Linked DNA regions of Mus musculus: region 2 is linked to region 1. A link is a contact called in public Hi-C data. All regions are on one chromosome and are shown on one strand. The core of a region is the stretch at or near the end of the contact, and the rest is flanking DNA. Distances in the headings are between cores, read along the strand shown.

Evidence for each region. Hi-C and Micro-C count contacts between places; a contact is called where the count stands out from the background.
Region 2: a Hi-C map of double positive thymocytes shows a contact between it and region 1, with 2.9 times the contacts expected there. The contact joins two enhancer-like sites. A contact is called at or near these places in 1 of 484 Hi-C or Micro-C datasets (double positive thymocytes), 4 of 115 datasets of contacts at active chromatin or transcription factors (CD4 T cells and embryonic stem cells) and 1 of 9 other capture datasets (embryonic stem cells).

Annotation. Positions count from the first base shown.
Region 1 is chr1:63,996,631-64,003,606 of GRCm38.p6, reverse strand. No RefSeq gene overlaps it. Among named protein-coding and RNA genes, the nearest start is that of Gm13749, 35 kb to the right of the region's middle. Within about 2 kb of position 2,711, at least 96 of the 459 cell types and tissues checked have an H3K27ac peak or open chromatin away from gene starts, as enhancers often do. A contact at or near this core is called in double positive thymocytes, where this site is marked.
Region 2 is chr1:64,245,547-64,252,522 of GRCm38.p6, reverse strand. Gm39654 (a long non-coding RNA gene) reads left to right here. Exons shown (of 2, transcript XR_865483.1): 2 at 5,083-5,529. Among named protein-coding and RNA genes, the nearest start is that of Gm39654, 7.1 kb to the left of the region's middle. Within about 2 kb of position 4,467, at least 4 of the 459 cell types and tissues checked have an H3K27ac peak or open chromatin away from gene starts, as enhancers often do. A contact at or near this core is called in double positive thymocytes, where this site is marked.

The DNA of each region.
Region 1 (6,976 bases), core at 1,462-3,961:
TTTTTTAGTAATAATTAAAGTCTCAGGCACTTCTGTTTCATTGGACTTCTCTTTGAATGGCTTCCCTTTTTCATTTTAGGTGGTGATAATGTTTACATGCAAGGCCCCCCCTCCCCCCACACAACCCTTTTAAAGAAAACCACAATCCCTAATAGTTCTCAGTCCTGCAGCACCGAATCAGGACCATGTTTGCTGACTCTAGGTGTAAAAAGATGTGACTACACAGAGCTAGCAGAGGAGGAAGCTCACCAGTTTGTATAAGACCCACCCAACCCCCTTTACAGAGCAGTGCCTATCAGACACAGGTGAACTAAATTTAATTGGGAAGGTCTCGTTTAAAACTACATCTCATGTGTTTGTGTGTATACACAAAAGCAATTATTTGTGTGTGTGTGTGTGTGTGTGTGTGTGTGTGTGTGTGTGTGTGTACTCAACATAAAATACAATACAAAGAACAATGAAAAGCAAGGCCCGTCAGTGCTGCTTAGAAAGAAATAGTAACGGGCCAGGCTGTGATGGTTCTAGGTTCCCTCTCATTGCCAGCATCTATGAATAGGATTGACAGCAAAGAGCAATTAGAAGGAAGTAGAATTTTTTCCTTTTAAACTCAAAGAATTTCATCAACCATAAACTGAGTAGGCTGTCCCTGGGGCAATCAATAGTTGACCATTCTTTCTCTGAGCACACACTTAGAATGAAGGCTACTCCCACACTCCCAACAAGTAGGGAGCTTACACCTGTCCCCAGAGGCCCAGGCGGCATGGCAATACACTACATGGCCATTTTAGATACTGTTCTTGGCAGATTGTCATTCCGTTTTCTCAAAACCAGATCCTGAGAGGAACATGAAGTTGATCCATGCCATAAATCGAGTTCCAATCCACGATGAGAGTCTTAACCTTCTCTTGCCTGCTTCCTCCCCTGTAGATTTCCGAGCTCTGCCTTATGTTTCCAATACCTTTTTTTTTGGCTTAAGTCAATAGGTCTCAAAAAAGCAGACCATAGAGCTCATAGCATTTATATATGGAATCCATATACATTTATGGAAAGAGAAAGACTGATAAAGGGAGAAAGAGATCCTTTGACAAATCCGTCTTCTTAAAAAATGTTTATGGAAAAGAAAAGGGGCGGGGAGCCGGTGGGAAGAATGCCACTTGGGTCTCCCTTTGTTTGCAGTATTTCCCCTCCTCCAATTAAGGAGTTTTCTTCTTTTGCCATTATTAATATTCTCTGCCACTCTACCCTCAGCCTTTAGGTACGGTGGACCAAAGCCTCCACCCTTTCCAGAAGCCGCTCTGTGGCACCAGCTGAAGCAGAGCTCATCAGGCCAGAGAACACTGCCATCTCCAGACCACACCACCTGCACAGAGGGCTGCGCAGAAGGCAGCTTTCTCATCCCTCGCTGCATCCGAGGAAGGCTAGTTGTAGTTGTCTCCTCAGCTGTCAACGTTTGTTCTTTCCTGCATGTCTTGAAATGTAGAAAATATACATTTTAATGTCTCTAAGCAGAGGGGATGCCCTTAAAGGTTTAGAGAGCATTATTCAAAAATACACTGCCTTAAGGGCCACTCTCTTCAGGGCTCGTGCCTTCCCAACACAGGTGTGGGATGTTGTTAGAGTCTTCAGTCAGTGTGACACAGATGTGCTGGTTAGGTCATTTTTGTCAACTTGACATAAGCTAGAGTCATCGGGAACCTAAATTGAATGATTACCTCCGTAAGATTGCCAGTAGGCAAGCCTGTAGGGGCATCCACTAAGGTGTTTACCTGGCTGGGGCAGGTGGTCCTGTGTGGTATAAGAAAACAAACTGAGCAAACCATGAAGAAGAAACAAGCCTCCACCCTCCACAGTCTCTGCTTCAGTTCTTACTTCCAGGTTCTTGCCTTGAACTTTAGACTTGGCTTTTCTCAGTTATTGACAATAATCTGTAAGGTGTAAAAAAAAAACCTTTTCCACCCCACCTTTCTTTTAGTCATGCTGTTTTATCACAGCAACAGAAAGAAAACTGGAATAGAAGGGTTACAAGCTAAAGGCACTAAGTGAACATGCTTTCAAAGCAGTGGGTTGACATTTGGTACCCCTATGACCATGGTCAAGTTACTTAAACGTTCTCTGTCTTGATATCCCCATTGATAAAAAGGGATAAGAGACAGACAACATGGGGAGGAACAGGGTATAATCAAAGTGCTCTGTGTATATGTATAAAGATATCACAACGAAACCTGTTATATTATATAATTAATCTACTCAAATAAAAAATGACCTAGAATGGACCTAGTGTTTTTTACAATTAATATGTAACAAAGTTTTAGAAATGAGGATGGTAATTGTGATGCTCAGCTCAGAATGCTTTGAGAGAATTTGATTGGCTAATATGAGTGATGTGCTGAGCTGTTGCCACTGGCTGCAGTAGGGACACTGCAAAGCACAGTTGAGTTGCTGATGCTAGCTATCCCTCCTGTTTCTCTCCTATCATTTTAATCTTTGATGAGTTCATTTGACATTGGATTAAAGATTTAATCTGGAGCTGTGACACTCTAGGCAGTGATAGGGTCAATCTAGAAAAGTTGGATCCCTTCTAAGTATCAGTGCCAGGATTCGCAGTACGGGGTGGGGGTGGGGTGGAAGGAGAGGAGAGGCATAGGGGGTAGAAGAGAGGAGAAGCCACACAGGAAGTGGTGATTCAACTCAGAAGTTAACCAGAGTAGAGGCTGTTGCCCCACTTAGACCTGGAAAAGCCCAGAGAAAGGCAGTGTTACAGAATCCAGGGTCGGCAGGAAGGCAGCTAGAGGCACAGAGGACACATGGCCATTACTATAAACTTCTAGCTAAGGCAGACAGACTTCTCCTGGCCCTGGACTCTCTCTCTCTCTATCTTGACTGAAACCAGCCTGCAGCCTGGCAAGAGTGAAACAGGGAAACACGTGCCACTTCCTCCACATCAACAAACTCAACAGAGGTGGATGGCTACCTTGAAGCTCTTCATAGCTGTGGTTGGGTGACATTACTAAATGACATACTTCAGATGTCAGAAGGAGGCCACCTAGATCTTGGTTTCAGTATTTCACTGGACTGTCTAAAGAGATGGGCATTTGAACAAATGTGATTATATTTGAGGTATAAGATGTAAGGAAGAATGAAGCACAAAGCTGACAATCCCTTTTTGTGCTATTTCTTTTTCTTCTCTTCCTTCTAGAAAGTTCTCACAATCATGAATTAAAATGTGTGTATTACAATATGCATATTGAAAACTCACAGTAATAATTGCTTCTTTGTGACCAAAATTGCTGGCAAAAACAATTAAAAGGAGCAAGGATTCATTTTGGCTCACGGTTTTCTAGGCTTTCAGATCATCATGGAAGGACATCTCAGCTCATGGTTGTGAGAGTCTTTAGGAGTCTAGTCTCATCTTGGCCCAGAAGACGAGAAAAAGGCAGGAATCAGGGGCCAGCCAGAACTTCCAAAGAAGCCTTCCCCCAAGTTCCTAAGAACCTCTCCAAACAGTGCCACCAACTGGGAACCAAACATTGAAAACATGAGCTTGTGGTGGGACATTTTGGATTCCGACCATAGCACTTGCTCAAAGGCTCCATTCTTAACTTGCCCATGCTGGCTGTATGAAGCCATTACTGTTCATGGTGAATGAAAGTAATTTTGCATTTGTGGAAGCCCAACTGTGATTCTTTGGTGCATTAAAGAGAAAAATAGCAAGTATCTTTGCCTTCTCTACAGAGTTGTTTTCATAGAGGGCTGTCTCTTCTAAATGTTACCAGTCGTAAGTATAAGTGGGCAGTCGATCAAGATTCAAGATTCAAGCTCATCTGTGCTGTAATTGCCCAACCAGCATCTTGGCTTCATCTCTCTGTCCTAGGCCATAACACAGTTTCTCACAAAGCGCTGGGCTCTGGCTCTCTTCCCAGCCCAGGCCGGGCTCCCTAGCCATTTCATTACCAGAAATTACAGTGATCATCTGCCTAACTGGGAACGGCATTATCTGAAACACAATTGGAAACAAACTGAAAGTGTAGGTGGCCCCGAGATAGCTAATCAGAAATGTGACTGGCTGGCGTGTCACATCACATCTGAGAAACATCACAGGTCCTTTTATTGGTCAAAGCACCCCGATGGCCACCAACCTAGCTGGGAAGAATAAAGCCATTGCAGTATTTTCAGAGGTATTGTGGTGGGGAAGGACAGGAGGGCAGAAAGCTGAGGCTCTTCTTTCCACGACCCGTGTAATACACCAGTGATGTGATCTGATTCCAAGTCAAGAATTCTTTCCCAGTGGGAACAGGAAAATAATGTGAAAAAAGTGGTACCACTCATGTCCAGAATAATACATGGTAATTTAATGAGATAGCAGGACACAGGCTTCAAAAAATTAAACTAGGGGAGAGTTTCCAGAAGAAACCAAACATTAGAGTCCCACTGTTCAAGTACCTGCAAATAAGTGTGTGTTTGTGTATAGGGGGCACTGCGGGAGGGGAATCCTTCCAGATGAGTCATGGAACATGTCCTAGTAAAAGGTCACCAACTGTGCCAAGACAAAGTCCCTTTTCTCTAAGGCAAAGCAAAACATGAGAAAGGGATTGCATACTCGATTGCCATGGGAACAAGATCGTCCCAATGTATGTTGTATGGAACAAGATGTATGTTGTATGTGGTTACCATCGCAGTAATGAAGCCCTGTGATAGTTGGTGTGGCTTTTGATGGATATTTTACTCAAGCTCAGTGAGATGGAGGGCCAAGTAGTGAGATAGCCAAGTGAACTGCCCTTTCCTACGCACTGACAAGGAGTAAGGATCTAGACTGTCAGTGCACAGAGATGCTCTCAGTTCTCTCTCATAAGGCTTGTGAGCACAGATGGAAGTTGGGTTTTGTAGCAGGTATTGTTGGTAGGAATTAAGAGGAACATTTCTGAACAGCAATGATGGCTGGTAAATGACCAGAGAAAGCATGAAGAAGAATTAAAAAAATAGTTTTGATCAGCACTCTCCATACATTAAATATCAGAGATGTGCCCCCAAATGATTTGCAGCCTTTGACAATGATGTTCTAGGAAAAAGAGCAAATATTGACATTTCAATAATGTTTGCCCAGCAATCAGTGAGGGGTATACAGCATTCTGGGTATCTATGTTACTGGAATCAATTAGGAAAACAGAGAATTGATATTCTCCAATGAGAAACACATGGTAAATGCTGACATTACAGATAGATAACACTGGCTCTGCAAATCATTTCTGAAGTCATAGGCCTGTCATGCGCTGCCACCTATGTGCATGTAAGGACTCAGGCTGAGAATACAGTCTTACTGCTGCACACTGTTCATTCCATAACCCCGTCTCCCATTGGCAGTTTCCATCCTGCACAGCTAACTCCTGCTCTCCCTCCCTTTTGCCTTCCTCCTTCCTTTCCCCAGTCCTTTCTGCCTTCTCCCTGACTGGGAACAGAACTCTCTGAAACACAATTCGAAGTGACCTGGAAGAGTGTAGGGGGCCCCTGGTAGTGTAATCAGTAGTGTTACTGGCAAATTCTTCCCCTCTGCCTTCATCCCCTCTGCCTTCCTTCCCATCCTGTCTGTCGTCTTTCCCCCCCTTCCTCTCTTTCCTTCCTTTTCTTCATCTCCCTTCTCCTCTTCTTCCTTTTTCCTTCTCCCCTTCCTTCCTCCCTCTCTCCCTCACTCCCCCAGTCTCCTTCCTTCCCTTCCTTCTTTCCTTTCTTCCTTCTTTTCTCTTTTGCTTTACCTACCTTGTGCTAGCACTATTATTTCAGAAAAAATGAACTCTGTGGGCAAAGAAAGGAGGTTATAATAAATAAAAACCTCAAAGTAAAACATTTTTATTGAAATTTTTGATAAAGAGCCTCCCATACAGTAGAACCAAGCTGGAAAGTCCTGAGATGTACAAGAGCTCCTTCTTATCCAAGCGAGAGATTCCAAAACATGTAGTAGGTACCCGAAACCACAGGTAGCACCAAGCCTGTGCCTATTATTATGTCTTTCCTGTATGTGTATGCAAATACTATATGCGTATACATAAATATACACACTGTATATATATATATATATATATATATGTATATGTGTATATGGTATATGTACATGTATATATGATAAGCTTTAGTTTATAAATTAGGCAGAGCAAGAGATTACTGATAGGAACTAATGATAATAGAACATTAAAACAATGGACTACAGTAGAATTGCAAGCCACATTATTCTAATTCTTTGAGGCCATTATTAAATGAAATAAAACATTCTTGGGCAGAAGCCCTGTGTTATCCAGGGCAGTCAGTCTGACAACAGAGACAGCTCCCAGTTGGCTAATGGATAGGTAACACACACAAACACACACACACACACACACACACACACACACACACACACACCTTTAGGTGTGCTGAACCATGGTGTATTCAGGTAGGAAGAGGCCAGACAGTAGGAAACTTCATCACAACCACAATTCAAAAATTGCTTATTTCTAGAACTTCCCACTTAATATTTTCAGACCATGATTGACAGCTAGTACCTAAAGCTACAGGAAAGAGAAACCTCAGGTAAGTGGGGGTGGATAAAGTCTACTTAGCCATGGTCTCTGCTTTCCTGGGGATTGTTAGCTACTCCTTGGCCTCTATGCAGTTGCTTCTGTTTTTCTGCCTTCCTCATCTCTTTCCTCTCTCCTTGCTTCTCATTGTAATACCTATTTAAATGTCCTGATCAGGTGTTTTAACTACATCCCTCTATATCCATGAGAACTCCACACACTAAAGACTACTTTCCCATTTAACTCACATTATTGTTTTGGGGTATTGTCTCTCTCTTCTCACCTCTTCCTCCTTTCTTTTCTCCTGCCCTTTTCCCAGATAGATTTGAACTTCCTTGAAAGTAAGGATATACTGATTTGCCTCACTTTTTTTTCATTAAGTTTCCCCAAATAGCTAATATACCAAGGGGCAGGTGGGAGGGGGTTCATAT
Region 2 (6,976 bases), core at 3,218-5,717, 250 kb before region 1:
ATTTTAGAGTTCATTGATGTGTTGCTTAATGACGGGATATGTTCTAAGAAATGTCCGTGATTTTGTTGTGTGCAGATTATTTGCTTTTTACCATCTTGGGTATTGTAGTCTATTGTATGCTTATGTGTCAGAGGATGGCGTTGTGTACTGTATACTCAGATTTCTATGCCAAGACATCTGTTTGTTGTCTAGTTGGACATCATCTCTGGTCTCAATGTTGTGTAAAAATTGTTTCCCATCATCTCTGATTGGTTAATAAAGAGCTGGTCAGCCTATGGCTGAGCAGGAGAGAATAGAGGGGAGAGGCATCTGAACCCAGCAAGGGAGTTTCAAAGAGACTAGTAAGAAAGAGAGGAGAGAAAGAGAAGGAAGAAGGGAGGAAAAGGGAGACGAGAGAAGGGAGAAGAAAAGAGAAGAGAGGAGAAGGGAGAAGGGAAAGAAAGAGAAGAAGGCATGGAGGATCATGTGGAGGGACCAGGAGGATTCACCATGAGGTCACTATGATAGAGCATCTATGAGGACACACATGGACCAGAGCAAGCCAGGGCAAGACTCAGATGCAGGTTAAGGACCATGTGGCTAGGAAATAGGCAGATCAGTCAGGTTAGAATAGCTCGAAACCTGCCTAGCTTTGTTAACAAAAATACCAGGTCTCTGTGTCATTTACTCAGGAGCTAAAACAGGCTAAAGTGGGCATAGAAACACCTTGCATTTATTTGGGAGCAAAGCAAGTGAAGCAAACCCCCAAGTTCCTTTGACACTTATGCTTTGTCATAATGTCATACAAACTCTCTTTGATCAAATGTTACTGTGTAGCACGTGATTGTATTTCACTTGATCATTTGTTACAGTACTTTTAAAAACCCTATTTATGAAATATTTCCATTCCCACGTCATTAAAATACTATTTTTTACTTTCTTAAAAATTATTTTACTTTTCACATTGTAATCTACAGTCTATGCAGTACCTGAAATATATTTTGACTATGGGTTAAGGTGGGACTTAAGTTAATTTTTTTCATATGAATATTGCTTCTGACCAAAAATGATGACCATAAACCAAATAAGCATATAATTGTGGGAGTTATCTTTTTTTAAAAAATTCTTTATGCTATGCAAATACCACATTGTCTTGGTGGAACACACACACACACACACACACACACACTCACCCATAGTGAGATACTTTTGTGGGGTTCTCTAGTGGAACAGAGTGATGAGATGATTATTACAAAGGAGACTTACTAACTTGGCTTCCATGCTATTTTCTGAGTGATCCAGCACTGGCTTTTTGCACACTGGAGAGGCTGAGAAGCCAATAGCTGCTCACATAATGAAGCTAAATGTCTCAGTAGTCCCAATCTGGCACTGAAGACCTGGAGGTTTCCTGGAGCATCGTCAGCTTTCAGTCCATGTTGGAAGGTCAAAGAAGATAGGTTCTTATGTCAGTGAAAGATGGCAGCAGCAGCAATAATAGAGTAGGTGCACTTGCCAGCAAGGAACAAGGCAGGAAGGCATAGAACGCAGCTTTCCCTTTCTATCTCTTCCTATCTGGGATGCTTGAGGGTGGTGCCATTCTCCCTTGGGGAAGAATTTAGGCTCACAGTAAAATCTTTCAGGAAGCACCCTTAGAGATCCCCGAAGGCATGTCTCATTCCAGATCCAACCAAATAAACAACAAAAATTAACCATTGCAGATGGCCAGAATGAGTTAACCCCACCCCACATATAATAACAGCAACAACAAACAGGTATTGTTAAGAATGTTTTTTCTTCTGCATGTAAATCGATGTAACCATTTTAGAAAGGTGTGTGTATGTGTGTGAATGTATAGCACATTCATTAATAATGGCATCCCTTCCATAAAACAACAAAATGTCCATCAGTGGTAGAATGGATGAATAACTCATATTCAGTCCATGGGAAAGAACACAGAAGAACCATTCCTATATGTGACACTCAGGTGAGACACCTCAAGGCAAATTTGAAATAAATGAAGTGGACCGAAAACAAGGTACACAGTAGAATTCTACTTACATAAAGTTATAAATAGCCCAGACAAGTACCTGATGATTGGAGTCAGATAAGCGACTGGAGGCTAGGCACATTGACAGGATGTGAGGGAGGAATTTTTCAGGGGTGGGGTGGACAGTGAGGTTGCCGCAGACCCTCTGGATCCCTTCGTCTGCATGGAACGGGTCTCTGGGGCAGGTGGGCAAAGCATCGGATGAGATGACAGACAGATGCACACAGGAGAGGTTGTGTAGAATCTGAATGTAATGTCAAATCGAGCATCAAACTTTTTATACAGAAGAAAATAGGGAAGTTGGGTGACACACCAGCAAGGTACAAAGAGGTTACTGGATTCTTACACAAAACAGAGGAATCCAAACACAGAAGGTCTAACAGGAACCACCTGGGATAGAATTCATTGTTAACAACTGGGATCAACAAGAGCTCCACCTAAGATTCACTTAATCTTAGAAGCCAGGGTCAAGGGCTTCGTACCCTTGCCATAGTTCCTATTTTAGTCTATTGTATAGTCCACCTTTCCCTTAGGCCATTGTAAATACATGTGTATGGGTGTAACTCAGCTATCTATAGTTCTAAGTATCTATTCTGGTTCCTCTTTAGGTCTCAAACTTCCTTCTTCCTAGAAGATGGTAAATTCCTGTGTAGGGCAGTGACTTAGCTTTTATTCAAAGTGATAGTGTAATACCAGAGGCAATTCTGAATGTCACTGAAAAGCAACATTCTTACTGAATTCCAAGCCCATGGTCTGCTCAAGGACTTTCTAGGACTGTTGGAACACTGGTGAAGGCTTAGCTATGTCAGAATTCAATCTTAAAAGGCACTTATAATAGGATAATACTAAAAGAGAGCACGAGGATCCATACACTAGACTAACGCGGGAATGGAATATTAATGTATGGGTTAGAGAGGACGCCAGACTCCAGGAGGTGAGTTTCCGTGAAACTCTTTGCCTCATGAGTAGCTTCCAAGCCTCTCAGCCTGTCAAGCTGACTCGACCAGAGTGCATGGCATGAAGTGGTGTGTGTATATGCTAGTAACGTTTTATTTCTTGATTTTGGTGTTGGTAACTCCTCAATGAAAATTCTTTTAGCTGCTACTTATGGTCTAAACTCTTAATATATGTGTGTTCCAGTGAATGATTATTTATTGAAGAGAAGGATAGTTATGTGTTGTTGATTGAAAACTGCTAGATCTCTGGGCAGTGGTGGCACATGCCTTTAATTCCAGCACTTGGGAGGCAGAGGCAGGCAGATTTCTGAGTTCAAGGCCAGCCTGTTCTACAGAATGAGTTCCAGTAAACCCTGTCTCGAAAAACCAAACAACCACAACAACAATAAACAAAGAAAACTGCTAGATTATATAGATCATATATACAACATAAAGTCACTTGCAGAGCAAATTAATACCACATATTCTTTTGAACATATATACGATTGCATGGGTTATCTCTGGCTCATCTGTGGAAGGGGTATCAGGTATTGGCCCATTGGTTCTTGAGAGCTGAAGACACTGAGTTTGACTCTGTTATTGCAGGCTTCAGATCATCAATCAAGTTGGAAATAAGATCATTGATCAAACTGAATTTTCTAAGTGAAGGGCCCTGAGAAGAGGGCTAGGACTATGTTTTTATGGGTCTAAAAGGGAGCAGGTGACCAAGAGCGAAAGGGTCTCTGGGTACCAGTTGACCATTAATCCCAAACATTATACAGATTGCTCCAACACTAGCTGTAAATTTTAACAATAAGCTATACACTATAGAACATTCAGAAGGACACCTATTAAGTGAACCAATCACATTCTTAAAAAATATTTTCCCTTTTCACAAACAATCAGAGGAAACTTAATCATGTTAATTTTCAGGTACTTTGGAGCCTGAAGCAAATATTGGGCCAAGTATGTGTTCAAGAACTGCCTAGTTCAGTTCTTTTTACTGTTGATCAGATATAGGATAAAACACAAAAGCCGGGATATGCATTTGTTCAGAGCATATGTCTCCAGCTTCAGGAAGGCAAAGGGAAGCACAAACAATGGAAGGTTTTGTTGGTGTGTGTGTGTGTGTGTGTGTGTGTGTGTGTGTGTGTGTTTTGAGGCAACATTGCCCAGGCTGGCTTTCAACTTGTACTTTTCTGGTCTAAGTTTTTCAGGATGCTAGGCTTATGAAAAGACACCATCACATCCAAGTATGACTTTTTAAAATAAAAGTTTGGAGAAAGGCAAAGCTCTGGAGTATCTATTGACAACTCTTGTAAAATTTGCCCCTGGGCAGCCCAGGTTGGGCTAATGTGGATCTCCCATAGTTAGATGGCCTCAGTGATTAACTTTGGGCAAGTCTCAGGGCTGGATTTGAGGACATCTGGCAGAAGAGAAGTAGGATCCTGGAAGGTTAGAAGCCCTTTGATCTTGGGGTGAAAGGAGGCCAAGGGGATGTTAGCACACCTGCTATTTCCTCTGCTTGCCTTTGGGGAGAGAACATGAATAATTAAAAGTAAATCTCTATGTGTGTGTAGGAGCAAGGATTGGTTCTCTAACCTTAGCTGGTGAGGGCCCTTGTTTTAAATGTTTACACTAAGCCTGAACAAAAGGCTACCTGTGGAGTCTTGTGGAATTAGAGATCAATAGAAGATGGACGGACTGTAGAGCTGGAGGGTTCAGTGGTTCCTAAGTCACTTGAAAGACTCTTATAAGGCCAATCTGAGTGAGCCGCATGTGGCCCCAATACTTGCACTTTTGAAAATGCCCCTGATAGACTATGGTGCAGGTGTGGGCTGAGAACCACTGATCTATCTGCTCCATTGATTTCCATTTCTTTCAGGCCCTGTGGCCTGCCACAGATGCTCCTGTGCAGCCACTTTATTCTGCTTTGTGGCTTCACTGGAGGTCTTGCTTGATGGAATTATTTCTTCTCTAAGGGCTAAATATCGAGGACCACAAGTACAGTCTAGTGACCTTCTAGCCAGTGCCCTTCATCTGCCTGGATGTTTGGACAGGTTTGTCTTTCTCATGAAGAAGACCAAAATACAGAGCAGCTGTCCTTGTTTGCCTCTGCAGAACAGATGCTGAGATGGAGTTTCCAGAGCAAGGTGCTTAGGAGATCAGCATTCGAGAAGAGAAGGAAAGGGCAGCAGATAGGGCAGAAGAAGATGCAAACCTACATACGATGCCAGCTCACTAAGGCTTGGCCAACATGGCTGGAAGAGATGAAGGGTATAGTACCTACCAATACAACCCTGAAGGGGCATCTCCTTTACTCAGAGAAGCTGGACTATCTTGGGAAGAGTGTGACTTCATGTGGAGATTAGCTGATGGCTGGAAAAGATCAACTGTTTACAGTCAGCGTCATGTGTCCTTCTTTGAAGCAGAAGCTGGACAGAGACTGGAGTCCTCACTATGGATATGAACACTGGGGAGGGCATAGGGAAACCCATGGGAGGAAAGGATTTATAGGGGTAGCACACACAAAATCTGTCTTAATCCATACTCATGTATGATTTGAAAGACCACAGGTTTGTTTTCTGAGTCCATTTTCTGTGCTTTATAAACAGGATGCTATAGGCTAGGTAAATTATAAAGGAAAGGCTTATTTAGTTTGGAAGTTGTGGTGGTTGAGAAGTCTGCAGAGCATGACACTGACACTTGGTAATGGGTCCCTGGCTGCAACAAAACATGACAAAGAAATAGGGGAAGGAGGTATATGCAAGGAGAGAGGTAACCTGGTAAAAATGGAAATGATTGGAAGGAGGAAGGAGACTTCCTCTTTTATACTAACCCACTGTTGTAGGAACTAATGCACTCCAGAGAATCCTAACCCATGCCACAGACCTGCATTAATTCCTTCAAGGGGCAGTCAGAATCCACTGACCTCCCACTAAGTAGTATCTTAGAGGTTCCATGATCTTTTTGCATTGCTATCCTGTGAACCAAGCTTCTGTTACGTGAACAAACCATATTCAAACTACAGCACCTCTCATCACAGAATAGCTCAAGCAGTGGACATCCCTAATGAGAATCAAAAGGGAATTTCAGAATGAGATGGAATGAGATGACCTTCCAAAGGATCCTTTTACACCTTGACCTCTACAGCAGTGGACTGTCCTTGGAACAATTAAATTGAGTATGCATTTGCTGCACATTTAGGGTGTGTAACCTTCTGGGCCAGAATTGGGATGGGTAATCTCAATTGTCAATTTGATGCCAGGAATCATCTTGGGGATGAGCCTCTGGTCATGCCTGTAAAGAATCATCTAGGTTAGGGTAGCATGCCTGTGGGGCACTGCCTTGAATGGGTTAACTGAGGTTAACTGCAGAGGACAGCCTTTTTAGTCCTCTCCTTCCTGTGGACACACTGTACCAGAGTCCTGAAGATCTTGCTGATCTGACTTCCCCATCAAGATGAGCATTCATTGAACTGTGAGCCCAAACAAATCCTTCCTCCCTTAAGTTGGTTTTGTCAGACTATTTTATCACAGCAAAAAATACAAAAAAACAAAAAACAAAAAAAAAAAACAAAAAACAAAAAAACAAAAAACAAAAAACAAAAACCTATCACAGTCACTCAAATTAACTGGTCATAAAAATTACCCTTTGAATGATTTTTTTTTCAACCTAAACACACCCCCTTGTTCATTAGAAACATAATGTAGAGGGCACTCTTTTCCAGGCCTTGAAACAGTGGAATTTCTAGAATTTTGCTTAGATATGCTCTTGCTTTTAACACACAGCTTCTACCCCTTCTCAGAGCCCAGCACTCTGTGGTATTTATAGTAATATTGGTAACTTATGTCAACCGCTGAAGAACATACTCTACAGCAAGTCAGTGTGTGCTGTTGTCCACTGGAGAGGACAATGTTCAGGACCTTTCCTTCAACAAACTTTAACATGCACTTTGTTTCCCCTAATGAACACAGATGTCTTTAAGTTGTAAGACAGGAGTTCTTAAAACAAA